2 separate regions of the Danio rerio genome follow, and region 1 is linked to region 2. The links are chromatin contacts, called in public Hi-C maps. All regions are on one chromosome and are shown on one strand. Each heading gives the region's core, a stretch centred on a gene start, on an enhancer-like site or on the middle of the called end of the contact. The rest is flanking DNA. Distances are from core to core; before and after follow the strand shown. Region 1 holds the start of dlc1 (DLC1 Rho GTPase activating protein). Region 2 overlaps dlc1 (DLC1 Rho GTPase activating protein).

What was found. Hi-C and Micro-C count contacts between places; a contact is called where the count stands out from the background.
Region 1: a Hi-C map of hematopoietic stem cells shows a contact between it and region 2, with 2.7 times the contacts expected there. The contact joins the promoter of dlc1 here to the enhancer-like site in region 2. A contact is called at or near these places in 2 of 18 Hi-C or Micro-C datasets (embryo and hematopoietic stem cells).

Annotation. Positions count from the first base shown.
Region 1 is chr1:17,016,088-17,019,163 of GRCz12tu, reverse strand. dlc1 (DLC1 Rho GTPase activating protein) reads left to right here and starts at 1,432. Exons shown (of 20, transcript XM_073949948.1): 1 at 1,432-1,523. LOC141385537 (a long non-coding RNA gene) reads right to left here and starts at 545. Exons shown (of 3, transcript XR_012405884.1): 1 at 376-545.
Region 2 is chr1:16,777,513-16,780,834 of GRCz12tu, reverse strand. dlc1 (DLC1 Rho GTPase activating protein) reads left to right here. Exons shown (of 20, transcript XM_073949948.1): 20 at 1-69. Among named protein-coding and RNA genes, the nearest start is that of pi4k2b, 31 kb to the right of the region's middle. Within about 2 kb of position 1,959, at least 10 of the 62 cell types and tissues checked have an H3K27ac peak or open chromatin away from gene starts, as enhancers often do.

The DNA.
Region 1 (3,076 bases), core at 183-2,682, 240 kb before region 2:
CTCTGGTGAAGCCAGTAAACTGTCAGGCAAGCAATTTGAATGGTCATTAACCAGCTTTTACTACAGAATTTGGTGTATAACATATTCAAATCCCAGGTATCGTGTTGGAGATAACAACACGCCATATGTTTTGATACGATTTTATTATTCAAGGCATTATATATAATATTTAAAATGTTTTGAGAGCTTGTTCATCACCAGTCTAGCAAGCATAAATATATCAAACCATCTGGTGTGATTTCTGTTTTTCCCTCACGAGGCCATGTTCCTGGTGAATTTAGCAAGTTTAACTAAAAAAAATAATAATAAAAACAACAACACCGCGCAGCATGTTAATGAGGTGTGATCAAACCCACCTCCGACTGACCTACTTACTGTGTATCCAGATGGACAAAATCGTTAACTTTTCAGTGGTGCGATTTATTTACAGTTTCTCCGGTATAATTTATCTCGTTTACTTTTTATCTTTTGGAAAAATCTCTGAAAAACGCAAACGTCGTTATATAAAGCCCAAGTCCAGTAGTGCCCGCCCACCCCTGCCAATCATGATTTGCGGGATTCTGATTGGCTGATTCTGCTCATCAGTTGCAGATGGAAGCTTACAGCCTTCATCAAGGGAGGAATATAGGCAGTCTAAATCGCCTTAGCTCTTTTTGGGAGAACATTGGAAGGCTCGAGAGTCTGGTAATTGTGTTTCTTGTAATGAGATGGATGGGAGAGAGCGAATGAGATGAACACAGAATGAATGAATAGAGGGGGAGAAAAAGAGATGAATAGCTCTTTTGGACAGACAGGTGTGATGAACACAAACACCGCAGAATTATACAGCCCAGCAGCACAGCCTGTAGCCTGCGACCAGTTGATATTGTTTAGCTCTGTGGTTCTCAATCAATGGTCTAGGCCCTACCAGGGGAGGAAAAAAGATGATTTGGAAATTATATTATAACAGATTGAAAAGAAATATTACAATAAGCAAAAATAACTAACAATATTAATTCGCCTCACAAGAACATTTCAGTTTTAGATAGCCATGCAAATAGAAAATTAACCCTGTGGTTTTCGAAATTTTGGATAGATGGATGGATGGATGGATGGATGGATGGATGGATGGATGGGTAGGCTACATTGTATGCATGTGTGTGAAAGTCAAAAAAAACAAAAAACAAAATAGTTTGGCTGATGGTAGAGGTATGTTTATTACTTATAATATATAAAAATATAAATATATTGTTTCATTATTCACTTAATTTTCCTGTTTGCTTAAACAACTAATTTAAAATGGATTTATATAAATCAATAAGTTATAAAAATTATTTTTGAGAACTGGAATGTGTGGTGACTTTATTATGCCGTTAGATGGCGACAGGTGATTGTTTTCATGAATAAGTCAGCAGCAAAGACTTTTATTATGAAATGGAGCAGAACACATGTACAGACCACCAAACAGTACCAGTGTTGTATTCTACAACAAATTTTACTGTTCACAGCAGACATTCAAAGTGATGTTGAATATGGGAATGAAGGTAAGGTCATAATTATTACCTCTTTAATACTTTTTTAGCTGAGCAACTTGCTACTTAACTAGTTGTTAAGTTTTGATGTTCATCTGCTTATGCACTTTTTAAGTCGTGACGTATTGGTAACGTATGGAATACTGTTTCCAGGTACAAGCCGCTATATTGAACTGAGAAAATATTTATTTATAGACACTTGTTGTCCTATCACACATTGAAGTGATTTTTATATGAAATCACAGTGTAAATCACAGTCTCTGGACAAAAATTTTACCAAAAGTATTATAGCGCTTTGTAAATGCTTATTATTACAATTTGATGAGTCTCCCCATACAGTTTGATAGAGCGCTTGGACCCGAAAGATGCTTCACGTGACGTCACACTTAACAAGCTGATAGAGCAGAGACTTTTCCCTTTTGATATTTTCTTCTTTAGGAAGAAACTGTATACAAATTTGTTTTAAATACATGAAAAATGTTAAAGAAAAGGCTGTTTCAAATCCCTTTATATCCATGATAATAAAGCTATATTACTTATGTAATTCTGTTCCTAACATTAAATAACACTTTCTATTTTAAGTTAATATTGGCAGAACTTCTTATTCACGTTATTAAAATATTCCTAAAACAAAACTGTTCATTGTTGCTCATTAATGCCTTATCATTACACGGCACTCTGGAATACTTGATTATAATTGATCTATTGATCAATTCTTGATTCTAAATCTATCACAACAATCCGAGGTTATTCCCTAAATATAGTCGACTTCGAATCAACTTGACTGTTAGTTTAGTGAAGGCTGTATTCAGCTGTTTTTTTTTTTTTTTTTTTGTGTCAGGTTTATGTTTATAGTGTTAATACATTATTACAGCTTGTGTTTTGTGTCTGGTTGGTAGAACTAGTTTGTAGTTTTTGCAGAATAAAATCAATAAAGTCTTATCAAAGACCATAGAGTACGATGCCTTATACCGTACGTTCACACCGAAAGCGGCGAGAGCGTCAAAGTAGCCGGAAGTCATTCATTTTCAATGAGAGCCGGCGGCGATAGGCGACGATAAGCGGCGAGGAGCAGTGCGGCGCGTCTTCGCCGGCGTGAGCGTCGAGGAGAGTTGAAATGAAGTCAACTTTATGGTAATGAGCTATGACGCGTTTCGGCGGCAAGCAATCAGAATGAAGACGTCCACCGCTTGATAGCAGTTCAGGGAACACAGACCTGTGAACTTTGGTTCCGACCACAGTTGTTCCCAAGGGTTTGATTATTGCGGTCGCCGGATTTCCAATTATTTACAATGTTTTCCTACAGGAACATACATTAAATAAGTTACTGGCGAGTTACTGATGTTCATTAATGTTATATAAATTTATCTTTAAAAAGCGGGAATCTCACGCGATGTGACAGTACAAAACAGTACTGCTGCTTCAGGATATTTCAGACATATGGACACATATTGGATAAATAGAGCAAAGCCACACCACACGCAACTTGATCTTCGATTGTTATATGAATTTGATAAAAAGTGCGCAACATTTTCACGCTAAAAACATGCCTTATGCAGGAATGT
Region 2 (3,322 bases), core at 710-3,209:
TATTATTAATGTTATTTCTGTACAGATTAATTGTGGTCAAAATGCACTATTAAATATATTAAAACAGCACGAATGACTTCCAGTTGTAGTTCTTTTGTTTAATCAAGGGTATTAATTGTTACATTAGCTTTTCCATCATAATTTATTTTAAATTTCTGTACAGTTGTATAGTACTTTATTTTAAAATACAAATTTAAAACAATTATAGCATTATTTATATAACAAATGGCCATATTATAAGGTTAAGCTTTATTTTAATATTATTTATTGTCAATGTAATGATAATAGTTATTATTATATATACATATTTATTTATTAACAACTACATCTGCAGAGTTGTTTGTGCAAATGGTATAGTATTTTATAAATGTGTGTGTGTGTGTATTTATACTGGCTGCATAATAATGGAGAAATCAGACAGCAATATTTTGTTTTTTATGTATATATATATATATATATATATATATATATATATATATATATATATATATATATATATATATATATATATATATATATATATTCATATATACATTTTATATATATATATATATATATATATATATATATATATATATATATATATATATATATATATATACATATATACATTATATATATATATATATATATATTCATATATACATTTTATATATATATATATATATATATATATATATATATATATATATATATATATACATATATACATTATATATATATATATACATTATATATATATATATATATATATATATATATATATATATATATATATATATATATATATATATATATATATATATATATATATATATATATATATATATATATATATATATATATATATATATATATATATATATATAAATATCAGCACTTTATTAATTAGTGCTGATATTTATACATTTATTTGAACAGTGAATTAAAAAAAAAAACATTACAGAGTATTATTTGTGAAATAATTTCATTAAGCTTATAAATGGTTACAAGTACATAAATTGTCATTTAAATTATTAATATACCAACAATATAATAACATTTTCCTTCGGCTTAGTCCCTGATGTATCAGGAGTCGCCACAGAGGAATGAACCGCATATTAATATTATTTTAAATAATTACTTTATAGTATTTATATGCTTTATAACAATAGAATTTAAACAGTGTATTATGTTGGAAAAATATATTTCTAATAAAATAATAATTGGTATTAAAAAAAATGGAAATGTAGCGAACATTATAGTGAATTGAAAATGTAATACCAACAAAAATATGTTCTCAGCATAGTTAAAAAATTTCATATTGTTTAAACCATGATAACATGTCTACAGGGCTGTTGCAGGTGTTTTTGTAGTTTATGATAAATATGCTAAATAAACATGATAAATAAATATGATAAATAAACAAATAAAAAAAGTAAAAGTACTGTGAAGTAGCTGTAGTAGTACACTGTTTAGGTATGAGGGTAAGCAGCTGTTTATAACTAAATGTTTTCCTTAATGCAGTGTTACCAAACGCAGACAAAGCTCTGGGCTTGTAGGACATTAGTAACAACAAAATAAATCAAATTATGTTTGAGCAGAAAACATCAGTCTCTTTGTCTCAGGAGAGAGAAACAGCTGTGCGACTGATGATCTCAGAGTCTGATTACATAATGCATCTATACTGCTCAAACAAAGAAGGAATTGTCATGGCAATGCTTCAGGCAAAACTCGTACCCAAACCCACTTTTGTACCTGTCCATCTCTCACATTCTCAAACAATCTGACTTCCAAGAAAAGTTTGACATGATAAAAATAAAAACCCTCGTGGTCTCATTTATAAACCAATCTAAGCGGAGAAATAGAGCTGTCGTACTTTTCTTGGAACTCGAAAACAAGCCAGGAAAAGACAGATAAGATACGTGTGTGAAAGAGAACGAGAGAGGAGAAGAACATTCCAGAGTTTTCCCCTCTTTCTTCTGAGAATGAGCCGGAGTCCAGTTCCCACATTGATAAATGACAGCATGTTGTGTAATGGCGAAAACGGGACAACAAACTCCTCTAGATTGAGTATATGTATATATTTAGATGAGTCAAACTGTCCAGAACTAAGCAAAAGAATCAGATTCCATAATATTGGTAAATTACCAGTTTGTAAACATTCAGGATGTGTGCGCATCGAGGTTGCAAAAAACCACCGGGAGCGCTAGCATCTACAGCAGTAAGGGAATGACATCCGATGTGGTAGAGAGTTTGTTGTTGTATTAGAGATAAGTTATATTGATTACATTATTTATATAATGCTTTCAGCGTATTATAACAGCTTGTCACCCATTTAAATGAATGCTAAAGTGAGCTGCATTTGTCTGACAGATAGCACCCTCCCAATGAATATCGGATAAGATGAAATGGCCAAGCATCCAGCCCCAAATATACAACTCACAATCTCACTGAAACTCCAAATGATTTTACAAGAGCGAAAGTAAGGTCCTACAAGTCTTTGGATTCCTACAACTTTGTTCTGTGTGGTCATGTGCTAGAAATAATGTTCCATGATTAACAGATTTGTACATTTTAATTTTAGCATTCAATGTCCGCAGTTTAATTCACCATATTTAACTGTTTTTTTGCTGAAATCATTGCTGCAATCAAAAATGAGTAACGTGTATGACTCAGCATAGCGTGAACGTAACTGATATAAAATAAGAACTGCAGAGTCGAGTATTTTTAATCAGGTCTTAACTCCATTCAGCATTTCTGACGGCTGATAGCCAAAGATGTCTGCGGTTGGCATTAAAAGCAGTGTGGTGTACTGTAAAATTTAAGTTTTCTATTTTCGGATTTTCAATTTTGGCATCCTCCCACGCAACATGACATGTTTGCAATTGCAACAGTGCTTTTTTTCAACCAGTATGCACGATTGAATGTGTGTGACATGGGTTGGTAATTCCCCTAATGAAATGTACTGCTCAAAAAAATAAAGGGAACACTTGGAGTTACATTGTGTTGTTTAATTGTTTCCTTTATTTATTTTTAACAGTTTACAGTAATGAAACATCATGTGCAAACTCATTTTCTTTCGTGCTTAAACGGAAGGTTCACCCAAAATAATGCTAGAAGTCAATGGGTCACAGCAACCTCTATTTTTCCTAAATCTTCATTTGTGTTTAGCAGTGAGTAAATGATGACAATTGAAGTTTTTAGGTGAACTATCCCTTTAATTAAGCTACGTATAAGTAGTAAGTGATATGCTTTACATGTTTGTTTATATAACTACTAGTTTTATTTATTGCATTAATATTTAATATCTCTCGATTAAATACACTATGAACAGCAGCTC